Linked DNA regions of Mus musculus: region 1 is linked to region 2. A link is a contact called in public Hi-C data. All regions are on one chromosome and are shown on one strand. The core of a region is the stretch at or near the end of the contact, and the rest is flanking DNA. Distances in the headings are between cores, read along the strand shown.

Region 1 (6,583 bases), core at 2,237-4,736, 67 kb before region 2:
GGCCAATATGGTGGAGGCCTGGTTGGAATCAGCGGGTCTTAGAAGTCTAGATAGAGAAAGTCTCTCCCCCCTTTCTCAGTCAGGACACCCCACAGCACAGGCTGGGAGTGCTGGGCCTTTGTTTGATGGCCTTGCCTTGGTCTTCTTATAGCCTCCGAATTGTCTTGGTGGGTCCTAGGCTGTGCGATCTGTGCCTCTTACTCGCACAGATCGCAAAAGCGGCAAGAAAACTTTATGTGGTGCAAAGTAATAGCGGATGTCAGGAAGAGACATGCTGTCAAGAGTGATAGTGGCCACATGAGCAGGGAACTCAAGGCCCCTGATTATTGTTGGGGTTCAAGAGAAGGAGCATGGTTGCTAAGGGCTACAGCATAGGTGGTTCTTTGATTTGATGGGTGAGCTTGAATGATATAACTTGAATTATGTAAACTTTTATACCCTGTACATGTCCTTTCCCATGATGCCTCTGGTTTTAGTCACGTGTGTGCCTCGTTATGTACAGGCATGGGGTGATAAATGAGGGGTCCTCCCTGAAAGTCCACTCAGAGGATGCCGTCTGCTTTATTGTTTAGGTACTCAAACAAACTCAGGCTGGATTGGGCCCCCAGCCTCATGCTGGATAGAACTGAAGTGTGATTTAATAGGATCTCTCTGTTTAATGGTCATTCAATGGCAGGAGAAGCTTACTCCACTGTTCTAAGAGGGGAATGCTTGTAGCTCAGTAGAGGTGGGCACTCTGGCTTACTGACAGGTGGCTTGTTCAGAGAAGGGGGTGTGTACAGCACATGCAGGCGTGAGGTGTCTCACGTGCAGTGTTAAAAGAGGGGCATGTGTGTGTACAACCCGTGCCGAGTAGAGTAGGAAGTTGATAAACTAGACCCTGTGCTTGCCTGCCTTGACATGACCCCACACGACAGCTTTTGTTATTCAAATAGAAGCCACCTTTGCTGACAGGTAAAACTTAGCTACTTTGATTTATCAAATCATGCTGCTAAGCCTTCTGGGAGATTGGACACATGCTCCTGCACTGGTGGCATTTTTCTGTCCCGTCTCTGTAGAAAAAGTAGGAGGGGCAGCTTCAGGGCAGAATCCCAGGCAGTCCCAGAAGCAGCTGTAGTTGCCAGATTGCAGGAATGAAGGATGTCTGTGTGACCAACAGAATCTGAGATTCCTCTGCTGGATTTGAATTTAAGCTAGCCTAGAGCCCTGGAGCTTTATCCAGGGTGGGATGAGTCCTGTTGAGTTAAGCATTGACCCCCTTCTCAGACAATCTGGATTGCACGAGGCCTCTACGTCCCAGAGAAGCCGGCACAGTGACAATAGTAAATATTTTTGCAAAGAATCTTGGGAAATGGGGTACAGTGTGGCGGGGGGGGGGGTACGCCGTGTTTCTGCCTTTCCTCTCAGCTGCTCCCTCACCTGCAGACGTGGCCCCTCCCCTCCCTGGTGAGCTTAGCCATAGCCAGGGCCACAGCCCTGCCCACCTCCATGTTCACAGTCCAGGCACATGCCCTGTGACTTTGCATCCTGACTGAATTCCTCTCGACTCTGCTTCCTTCCCAGGAGTTGGCCAGTTGTGGATGGAGTAAAAAGGAGAAACACAGTCTTGCCCCCAACGTCGTGGCCTTTACCCGGAGGTTCAACCAGGTAAGCAGCGTCCCTTGGAGTATCTGTTCTCCCGGCAGCCCACGGAGCCCAAAGCCCTTCAGGGGTCAGTCCCAGCCTCCTGGCCCTGGGTCCCAGTTCTCTTTCCTGACTGCCCACTGCTACTCAGCGTAGTTCACAAGGCAAGTGAGGCTGACTCCTGTACTGCAGCCTCCCCACAGGAGCTCAGCTTCTGTGCAGTTAGGCAGAGGATCTCACCATGGCTTCCCAGCTTGCCTCAGTTCTCTGTCTCCTTTCTTCTCCAGCCCCTGGGTCTGCCTTCTCTGCCATACCTCTGTCCCATGTCCTGTGCTCTTGGCCCAGGACTCTTCCTGTTTAACTTCGAGTGTCACTTCTGCAGGGAGCACCCATCAAACACCTCATTGCAACCATTTTGGTTTTCTCCGTGTGGCCCCCAGTTCCACTGTCTTTGGTTTGTGTGTCCTGTGGTCTCTGTGAGGACTTGTCTGTCCTGCTTATCATCCAGCCTGCCATCTTGCCAATGTCAGACTCCTGTGTAAAGGACCCTCAGGAAACACACCTGATGCAATGAGTGGGAGTTTAGGAGGTACTGCTTGAGGTGCACTTCCTGGTATCCCGACCCACTAGGCCCCACATGCTGCAGTCTGACTTGGTCTAGCCAGAACTCTGGCTTCAAATATAACGAGCTACCTCCTCCTGCAGTGTAAAGATCTAGGCTCATGGGAACAAACAAGAAGCTCAGAGGCAAATGGGAGAGCTGCAGGGACCAGCTCTTCTGCTTTCTCCCCAGAACCTCTAGTGCTGTGCTTTGATAGTAAGCTCTCACATGGCTCCCTTTGCACAAACCAGACTTCCACACAGGATTCCTCTTGGTTTTTTCCCCCTTGTTTTTCTGGTTTCCAGTGAGGTCAGTGACCTAAAGGTTGCATAATTGTGTGTCCAGCCCTCTGGGTCCTGGGGCCCACATTCCCTTGGAGTCTTGGTTTCATCTGGGCCTTCCCTCTCGGAAATGTCTGGCCCTGTACATCACTGTTGCTCAACGTCTTAGCCTTCTGCTGCCTCTACATCCATCCATGGGCAGGCAGCAGGCATCTTGGACAAGCACTGGCTTGTAGCCTGAAGATCAAGGCTGGGGCAGGCATGATTTGTTTGTTTGTTTGTTTGAGCCAAGCACAGCATAACTGCCTCTGTGCTGGGAGGGCTGAGAAGTGATTTCTTTCTCTTTGTATTGTAAATCTTTTCCTTTCAAACTGAGCTTACTCTTTAAAAAAGGAAAAGAAGCCCAGTATAGTGGTATACTTCTTTAATCCCAGTGCTTGGGAGGCAGAGGCAGGTGGACTTCTGAGTTCAAGGCCAGCCTGGTCTACAGAGCAAGTTCTAGGACAGCCTGGCTACATGGAGAAACCCTGTCTCAAAAGCAAAACAAAACACAAAAACCAAACCAAAACAAAAAAAAGATGATGACGTGGATGGGGGGGTGGGGGGTGGGGAGCAGGAAGAAGAGGAAGAGGAGGAGTAAAAGCCAGATGTGTACACACTGTCAGAGGATTCATAGTTTCTTTAACAGTAATCTTTGATTGGGAGCCGACCTAGCCTCCACCTTGGGCCAGCCATGGAACTCACAGAGGGTAGGTCCTTGGGGACTCTGTAATCTGCTCTTTACACAGGGCAGCCAGGGCAGCTTGGCAAGGGCAGTACAGCCCATGTGGCAAGCGGTTGTATTGTGTCCATCCCAGACCAAGGGATGCAGTGAGCCAGCCATGTTTTCTCAAACATTATGCTCCAGGAAATGCAGGCTCACGGAGAGCCAGCAGCTTCTGGACACAGCCTGGGAGCTCTGGCTTGAAAACTGGCCAGAGGCCAGCCTTGGCCCATGGCTGGGATTGCTGTCTTTGGATGAGCTCACTGGTCTTCTTATGGGTAGAACTGAACCACGTGAAGACAAGACACCTTATTAGACTCCAGATAAGAGCTAGAAGCCACTGACCTCTTCAGAGCCCCATTTCCTCACCGGTACCTAGGAATATCAACACACTGACTTTAAGGAGCTATTGTAAGGGTAACAGAGAGTGGCATCTGACAGATAGTGGGCTGCAGATGTTTCAGAGGCTGCAAGAAAAGCCTGAAGGTCAGGAGGCGAGAAGGAAGCTGCCGGAGCATCCGGGATTCTGGGACCAAACTGGAAACCCAGCGCCAAGTGTCCTGCGCAGCCTGCCTGCTCCTCTTGGGATCTGAATGCCTCTGCATCCATCCATGGGCAGGCAGCAGGATTGGAATCAGGATTTTCTCATTCAGCAGCAGGATGGTAGAACTTAGCCAGGTTTATCCAAGGTCTGTGATGTGTCCCTGTGCCATAGAGTTTACCCTGGCCTTTGTGTTACTGAGAGAATCTGACAGTAGCACATCTGAAAGTACATACATGCACTTGCATTTGATTTGGGGGCTCAGAGCTGCTCTGAAGTGTATGCAGGGACGGAGCTGGATGCGAGCCTTAGCCGTGGCTCGATAGCTGTGGGATATTGGACTGGCTTCTGGCTTCTATACTCATCTTCCTCGGGGATCATCCCAAGTGGGCTTTGAAGATTAAATGAGGAACTGTACTCGACCCATAGGAACTGAGTCACTAGCTTCAGAGAGAAAGTGCTGTGGCTCAGAGCACCTGGTTACAAGGAAGGTACAGTAAAAAGGAGAGGCTAACGCTTTAGAGTGTGAGGGCCGCAGTGTGTTCAAGGGGACTTGAGAACTGAGGACTGCTGCCATTTGTCATGTCCAGAGGGTGAGGTTTGCAAAGGATGCTGGGTAAGGGAATCTAAGTGGGAAGAACTTGACAGAAGGACGAATCTGGAAGTGCACTTGAGTGAAGGACTGTTCAGGCGACCTGCGCAGAGCTGGTAGAGAGCCCCTGGGTCTTAGCCACACATACAGCAAGGTAGGGCACCTGTGGACAGAAGAAGAGTAGGTGATACAGCCACAGAAGCTCTGCAGATAAAGGGAGGACAGAGGGGCCAGTGACATCCAGGAAGCTGGTTGTACTTTCCTTTTTTCAAGTGGGCGAACCCATGAGGGTGCTCGTGTCTGAATGGAAGGGTTCAGGATGCCAGGGAAAGCCAAAGGCAAGGAGAGCCAGGGTCTGTGTGACAAAGGCCTAGAGGAGCTGGGAAAGGGAAGTCCTGGGAGCTGTCATAAGGGAGACACAGCTACAGGCAGCCTAGAGGTACAGTATGAGGAAGATTGGAGACAAAGGGGGCATTGGGGTGGGAAGCGTGCTGACTGTCGAAGACTGTGAGAGAGCCCCAAGCACTGATAGGGGCCCAGGTAGAAGAGCACACAGCACTTAAGTACGAGCATGCGAGGACATGTGGGCAGTCTGTCCATGCACACAGCTGGAAGGGTTGAGGGGCAAGGGGACTTCCTTAAGGGGCAAGAGTGAATGACAAATGGAAGAACAATCTGCCTAGGAGGAGAAAGGGCTCCAGGGGACTCAACAAGAAAGGGGAGAGGAAGGACTCAAAGTCTCGAGGCTCTGGGTTCAAGGTGAGAACATAGGTGAACAGCCTCGAGCAGTGAGGAAGGAGGTAACAGAAGAGGCTGGGGGTGATGGTTACTGCAGTCAGAGAGGCAATGGGATAGGAGGCCACATTCATCTGCAGAAATGTCATAGTTGCTAAAGGAGAAAGGTAAAATTTAGTGACGAGGAAGACAGTTACCCTTTTATGCATGTGGAGGCCAGAGGTTGCTCTCAGATGCCATTCCTTGGCTGGAGTCCACCTCTTCCTTTCTTCCCCTCCCACCCACTTGAGACCAGGTCTTTGACTGGCCTGAAACTCACCAAGTAGGCTGGCCAGTAAATTCCATCAATCCTCCTACTTCAGCTCTTCCCAGCTACCCCTAGCTTTTTATGTGGGTGCTGGGGACTTGAACTCAGGTCCTCTTACCTACAAGCTAACATTACCACTAAGCTATCTCCCAGCCCACTGTTTTTAAATCTGGGCTTTTCCTTTTCTCTCTTCATTTGCTTTTTGTTTTGTTTGTTTTATTTGTGGATGACTAATTGAATAAAGGGTTTTGTACCCACAACCATTCTTTTCTGGTCATCTGTAATACTGCTGTGGCTTTTCCCAAGAGATGCCTTGTACACCCACACAGCCCCGAGTACTAGCTATGCCATCAAAACAATAAGTTACATCATGACCATATGGCGGATATTCCATGTATGTATGGCCTTTTCAACTTTTCAGAAACTTAGTGTAAGCACTGTATTAACAGACAAGGAGGAGGAGGGAGAGCAGGAGGAGGGAAAAGAGGAGGAGGAGAAGAAGAAACAAAATCTAGTGTTTATGATTTAAAAAATAAGAAAGGGGAACTTCCTTGACTTTTGAGGAATCCATAGCATCTTTAATCCCAGATGATCCTTAACACTGGGCATGTTCCCCTGAGATGTTAGCAGGAAGACACTGGGCATGTCCCCTGAGATGTTAGCAGGAAGACACTGGGCATGTCCCCTGAGACCTGGAATAAGCCAATGTGGTGCTCTGGCACTGTTCTATGTAAGACAATAAGACAGGAACAATAAAAGAAACTCATTTGAAAGGTAGGAAATTGAGGTGTCTTTATTCACAGTTGACATGATTGTCTATAGAAAAATAAAAAAGTAAATCAGTTTTACAAACTCTCCTGGCACCAATGTACAAGCAAGCGAGAGGTACAAGGCCAGTCGCTGCACACAAAGGGTTGCTTTTGTTGTGCTAGCAGTGAACGATCAGGATCTGAAGGTTGAAAGCACTGTTTGTAGTAACTCCAGGACTCAAACAGACTTAGGTGTTTATTTTTACAAAATGTGGTTTATATGTTGAAAGCTACAAAGCACTGATGTAATAATCAGAGCGGATGTTAGGAAACAGGGAGGGGCAGCAGGGACGGGCTTCATCTTCATGGATGAAAAAACTCAGTGTCATTA
Region 2 (6,200 bases), core at 1,758-4,257:
AGGGAAGCACACTGTTCTTGGAGGGATTAAGGTCAGCAAAAGCAGACTTGACAGCCAGGGAGGGCCATAGGGCGGCATCAGGACAGAGAGGTCAGGATGCCGTGTGGAGTAGTGGAGTACAATGGAAGGGGGAGTGGGCTTTGGAAACACAGTACTAGGTTCAAAGCCTATGGATCACATAGCTGTTAGCTTGGGCAAGTTAGCTTTCTTTATTCCTTCATCTGAAACAGGAACCCATTTTCTAGGGTAGGAGTAAGGATGGAGTAAGATGGAGTGCCTGCTCACCAAGCCCAGTGGGCAACTGTTGTGGGGTTCTTGCCTGTGAGCCCACAGCCATGCTGGGCATGAGTCGCTAGACTCCTACATGCCGTCCACCTATCTCTTTCCGCTGTGTTCCCCTTGCCCAGTGGTAATCTGTATGTCTTAGCCAGATTCACAGAGTTAGGCAGAACCTTTGCAGAGGCCAGAAAGCCACCAGGTTCACACTGCAGTAGGAAACCTTCAGTGTCACCCACCCCAGAAGCCTGAGTTGGAAGCATGTACTTCACAGCCACTTTCCAAATGCCACCAGGAACTCAGGAAACCTCTGTCCCTGGGCTCAGATACGCTGGTGTTGTGTGGCAGTAGTTACCACGGCCAGGCTTGCTGGAGTCTGTTCTCTGCTTGTCCCTCTGCAACAGGTGCAGCCGGTGGCCCTCTTGCGGGACCAAGGAAGCTCCATTTTCCTATCCCTGTGGCTCTGACAGGGATGCCAGTAGGCAGATCCCAAGGGTGATGCAGGATAGCATCCTGCCTGGGAGAGTGGTGTTAGAAGTTTTGGTCTAGTTGTATGTTTTCTTACAATATACTTCTAGGATGTAGAAATGCTACAGGTGGCTCAAGCCCAGTCCAAGATGCAAAGTATCTTTAATACATTTTAATACTCTTTTATTATTTTATATTTAAATATAAATATATGAATAATATATGTGATAAATAAAATATAAAATAAAGTTATTTTAATACCCTTTAATCCTCATGTTGTGGTGACTGCCCCCCCAACCATAAAGCTATTTCATTGCTACTTCTTAACTGTAATTTTGCTACTGTTATGAATTGTAATGCAAATATCTGATATGTAGGATATCTGATGTGGTTGCAACCCACAGCTTAAGAACCGCTGCTTTAGAGAATGTATCCAGGTCAGGGCAAGAGTTGGGGTACTGGTTCTTCCCTCTGGGCATGCTGATGGTTGGGCTCTAATAACTGGTAACCAGGGCTTTAGAGACTCTGAACACATCTCGTGCGCCACCCCTGGAGAGCAGTGAGTGATGTGTGACTTGAAGAAACCCTGAAGTCACATGCCAGGCTTCCTCATCTGGGAGATGGAGGTAGTTAGATGTGTGTTGTGGGGTTGCTGCAGGTGTCTGCTGGGCTGTTGCTGAGCTGGGCTCTCAGCCCTCTTTTTCACAGATCAGGAAACTGAGGTTTAGAAAAGCTGTGATCTGCCACTTAACAGAGTTCAGACAGGAGCCAGCTCATAATCGCTGCCATACTAGGCCTGTACTTGGAAGAACCCATGTGGAGAGCACTGAGCTAGCTTTGGAACTTGTGTTCTCAGTCTTCCTCAAAGGGATCTTTTTCTGAGTAACAACACTGGCCTCTGGGAACTCTCCTAATCCCACAGCAGAGGCAATAGCTGACCCGTGACACGGATGTCACAGGGAGAGGGGAGGGATCAGCAGAGAATTTCTGTTTGGAAATGTTATCTCATGCTGAAGCGCTTGCTTTCAAGGGACTGACTCTGTATGTGGCGCCTGCTGTGTCCCCTCACTAGGCTGTTCAGAAAGCAGGTCCTCCACAGTCTCTCAGCCACATCCTGCTGGCTGGAGACCTGGGATCCATCTACTGTATCCTTGGGCGCAGAGGGAAAGTCAGGGCAGCACTTTGCCCCAGTCCTACCGACAGAAACTTGTGGGTGACATGTTCTGTCCCGCACAGGACGCCTCTGCTCCTGGCACGCTGGCAGCTCGTGCTGCCTGGCCCAGGGCACTTTCTGAACTGAGGCCCCCACTGCCTCAGGTCCGCATTACATCTGCTTCTGCTGTAGCATAACTCTAGCTGGCTGGGTGTGCAGGAGTCCGGAGCTTGAACACAACTTGCCCAGTCCTACACTGCCCTGCGACTCTCAGCCTGCTGCCCTTTCAAATCCGCACCTACACACATGCACATACCCGGCTACCAGCCTGTGTCCGACAGCCAAACCGGCTCACCCCAGAGGCTCTTTGTCTGAAAGAGGTGAGTGGAGCTCACCGATGAAGTCCTCAACATCCCAGCCCAGTGTGCTTGTGCCTCTACACCACCCTGCCCAAGTATTCACAGTCCTCTGCCTGGTCAGATGCTTGATTCAGCTCTGAGCAAAAGCAAGGTTTGACCCCTGTGGGGTCCAGCTGCACACGGAAGCTGGAGGAGTCAGGGTTGCCCGTCTCAAGCCCCTCTTCCCCTGGCTGCTGCAGTTGAGAGCTGACCCCTTACCTCTTCTCTCCTGCTTGGCCCTGGAGCAGCGCTTCACATGCCTCACGGTGCCATCAGCAGCACAGCCTGGCCGTGGCCTCCAGGAGAGGTCCCGAGTCTCAGGCTGGACTGGCCGCCGAGCAGCCCTGCCTCACTGGCCTCAGCTGGCAGCAGTCTATGCTCTCTGAAGCTCCTAGGGATGAGGCTGGCTCTGGTGTCACCGGGGCTGCTCCCAACCTGCTCTCCCTCACAGTGTGGTCCGCAGCTGCCTTAGTGCATGCTTCTTGCAGGTCCTGGGTCCAACAACACCACTCAGGGCTTGGGGTCCATCCCCAGGCCGACAGCAGCAGCCTCAGTTGAACTCCCAGGTCCTTTGTGGAGCCTTTACGTGCCGCCAGAGGAAACTGTGAGCACAGCCTGACCCTGGTTGGCTGCAGGCACTTCTCTCCGCCCACCAGTGCAAGAGGATCCCCCAGGCCCCAGAAAAGCTCTGGGCCTCCCCTCAGCTCCAGACAGGGGCGGGCCGCCTGGTGATGTCACACTAGCTCCAGCCCCAGCTGGCCCAGCCCCTCCTGCCTGCTTTGGCGGCCTGGGCGGGGCCCCCTCCTTCTTTGGCACAGGAAGGCTGGCCAGCTCTGCTCCTGGCTCACCAGCCTGCTCCACTCCCTGAAGGCTGACGTTGCTGGGGTGCCCTGTGTAGGCAAAGCGCTTCCACTGGACTCGGGTAACGGACTTGAGCAGCTGCGGCTGTGCAAGCAGCTGCTTGGGAGGCCAGGGAGCCCTGCTCACTCTTTCTGTGGATTGCCTTACTAAGTGTTCAGCATCTTCTTTCCAAACCACTTCATCCCTGCAGAAGGCACTGCTAATGTGGCAGTGGGGTAGGACAGTGAAAGTACCATGACTGGGTTGGGAAACTAGAGGAAGACTGTTTGCCACTCCCTGAGCTTCCTTCTCTACAGCATAAGTGAGCCACATTCCAGCAACACTGCCAGGTTCACCAAGGTCACCTGGGAAGGTCCGGTTACAGGATCAAGGACGGTGTGCCAGGTGGGCAGGTGGGCTGGACTTAAATCCAAAGCCCCTGCTATGTGACCCTGCCAGCCTTAGTTCTCAGCTGTGACTTGGGTGAACACGTGGTAGAGTCCCTGGGAGCTGTCAGTTGTGAATGGTCAAGAGAGTGGAGTGAGCGCTAAGACTGGTGGCTCCGAGTAGAGAAGGACAGGGCCTTGGTGCCTAGGCCACATCCTTCAGATGCATCAGGTCTGTTGAGCTGGCAGTAGAAGGCCACTGGCATCCTGCAGGGGTGTAGAGAGGGGGAGACCCCAAGTCCCATGCACAGGCTCACCCACTGCTTGATATTAGTGATGTCTCTTCTTTGAAAAGTGTTAGTGGTGGTGGTAACATTTAGGTACGAACTAAGAGGAAACTTTAGTGGCCCTCTCTTACAGCAAGTCAACATGGGATATTTTCCTGATCTCTAAGGAGACAGACCCACTGTGGCTCCCTCTCCTGAGACTGCCACCTTTTATTCAGGAAACAAATTATTTTTTCTGCTTCTCCTCAGCCTACTTAGCCCCTTCCCTCTTCTGTCAATTTCTTCTGTTCCTAGAAGAAACTACAGACCTTAAGGGACACCATTAGCCAGAGAGCTGATCTGGGCTGGGCAGGAAGTCTTTTTCTACCAGGGAGTGATGAGCACCGCTCTGCTTTCTGCCTAGGACCTGGTCCGGGTCCTGTGGCTGAACACCACTTATTTGGAAGTGAGTCACCATATTCCGCAGCGTGGTCATACAGCACATTGAGAGGCTGTCCCCTTTCACTTATCTTCCTCGCATTTCTAGGATGTGTTTATGAAGATGCTACTATTAGCCAAAGCCCCCGTCCTCTGACAGCAAACAGTTGGGCTGGGAGAAAACTGCTGCGTGCTGAGGGTGAATCTTACAGGGAGATGCAGCAGCCAGGGCCAGCTGCCGGATGAAATCTCTAAGCCCAATTCCATAGGATGGCTCAGACCCACTAGGCAATCAAGTGGGGGGTGGGGGATAGTCAGGGCTAGGTGGAATAGGTGAAAGTGCTATAGTTGCTTCTTCAAAGATAGTCCCAACATGCCCCAGATTACCAGGAGATTCTGACACTCCTCCCATTGAGAGGTAGTATCCATTCTCCATCCTTACAAGTCTGTGTGTGGTACCAATTTGTACTGGTAACTCCAGTACCATGAAATGAAGGAACCTGATGTCCAAGGCCAGAGAACAGGTGGTTACTTAAAGGCCAGGTGACATCTGCTCTGTCCACTGGGACACCGCCTCATAGAGCCTTGAGCAAGCCAGAGCCTGAGAAATTGAGGGTTCGTAGCACATGGTAGATAGTACTGCCTCCACTGGCATGTATGCAACGTCGCCTCCAGATGGTTCCAGCCTCTAGCTACTGAATTACCTCACCTATACTTTACTCTCAAGCATACAGTCTCCCTGTCAGGGTCCTGGCTCTGAAGGAGAGAGAGAAACCATCCCACTGTGGCACATCTGAATTCCTGGCTCACAGCTTAATGGAATAGTTATAGACTATTTGAGTTTTGATGTCATTTGTTAGACCACAGAAGTAACTGGAGAAGACACTGGGGCAAGAACAGTTATATGGTGCTCTTGTATTTTGTTTTGTTTGAGTCTGGATACTATTACATTGGCTGGCCACAAACTCAAAATCCTCCTACCTAAGCCTCCTTAGTGGTGGAATTACAGACACACACCACCATACCCAGCCATGAGGTGTTCTTTTAGTGGAGCCGAGAGAACGTTTTGGTTGAGGAGAGATGAGGCTCTGTTAGAGAGGTGGGATTAAGTCCCAAGGATCTAGTCACAGGCTTTTAGCAGTACATGGCTGGTAGTGTCTCAGTAAAAGGCCAGTGTTGAGGAGTCTGCTGCTGGAGCCACAGGCTGGGCATCTGAAACTGGAGGCTGTGCTTGAGCCATTTGGTGAGAAAGACGGGGTAGCTCATAGGACTTACCTGATGGCAAAGGAGTCTCCAGGACTACCACGTCCTCTGGTGACCGTGTAGCTCACGCATGTGGGTTATCGTGGTACTGCTGTTTGCATAACCCAAAGCTCCAACAATGTCAAAACCACCAGAGTGGCCTTGTCCCACCCATCTGTGTACAACCCTTGCCCTTTTGATGGCTCAAGACAACCAGGTGCCCTGCAGGCAAACTCAAGCTTCAGAGTCGGTTTCTCCTTTTCCTGCTCTGAACCTCTGAACCTCGCTTTCCCTCGTCTACAAAATGGGGGTGGTATGAGGATCGGCCTCAGAGAGCTATTATGAAAATCGATAAGGGGCTGAAGAGATGGCTAAGCTGTTAGAGTGCTAGGTGCCTCTCTAGAGGGTCTGAGTGTGATTCTCAGTACACACGTGATGGCCCACAACCACCTGTAACTCTCTTCTGGTCTTCCTGGGTGCCAGGCACACAGTGGAGCACAGACACACAGAGAGGCCAAACACTCATGCACATAAAATAAAAACATTTTTAAAATATTAATTGAGCTGTAAAGCACATTAGTTTAAGACATTCTGGCTCCATACAACCTGTGAATGCTGACTGTACTACTACTAGGCAGTCAGTACCTGTGTAGACAGATGTTTCCTCATCTGCTTTTGGTTTTGATACAGGGTCTCTTGTATCCTAAAATGACTGAACTCTCCGTGTAGCCGA

What was found. A called contact is a pair of places that touch in the nucleus more often than the background predicts.
Region 1: a Hi-C map of uterus shows a contact between it and region 2. The contact joins the enhancer-like site here to the promoter of Angptl2 in region 2. A contact is called at or near these places in 4 of 39 promoter capture datasets (the C10 cell line, hippocampal neurons and liver), 6 of 484 Hi-C or Micro-C datasets (the G1E-ER4 cell line, hematopoietic stem cells, liver and 1 more), 4 of 115 datasets of contacts at active chromatin or transcription factors (embryonic stem cells, fibro-adipogenic progenitors, heart atrium and 1 more) and 4 of 9 other capture datasets (adipose tissue, embryonic stem cells, liver and 1 more).

Annotation. Positions count from the first base shown.
Region 1 is chr2:33,279,889-33,286,471 of GRCm38.p6, reverse strand. Ralgps1 (Ral GEF with PH domain and SH3 binding motif 1) reads left to right here. Exons shown (of 20, transcript NM_175211.5): 5 at 1,564-1,647. Among named protein-coding and RNA genes, the nearest start is that of Angptl2, 67 kb to the right of the region's middle. Within about 2 kb of position 3,486, at least 48 of the 459 cell types and tissues checked have an H3K27ac peak or open chromatin away from gene starts, as enhancers often do. A contact at or near this core is called in adipose tissue, fibro-adipogenic progenitors, heart atrium and 2 more, where this site is marked.
Region 2 is chr2:33,212,768-33,218,967 of GRCm38.p6, reverse strand. It overlaps Angptl2 (angiopoietin-like 2), which reads right to left and starts at 3,007. Exons shown (of 5, transcript NM_011923.4): 1 at 2,515-3,007. The region is part of intron 8 of Ralgps1 (Ral GEF with PH domain and SH3 binding motif 1); the gene reads left to right.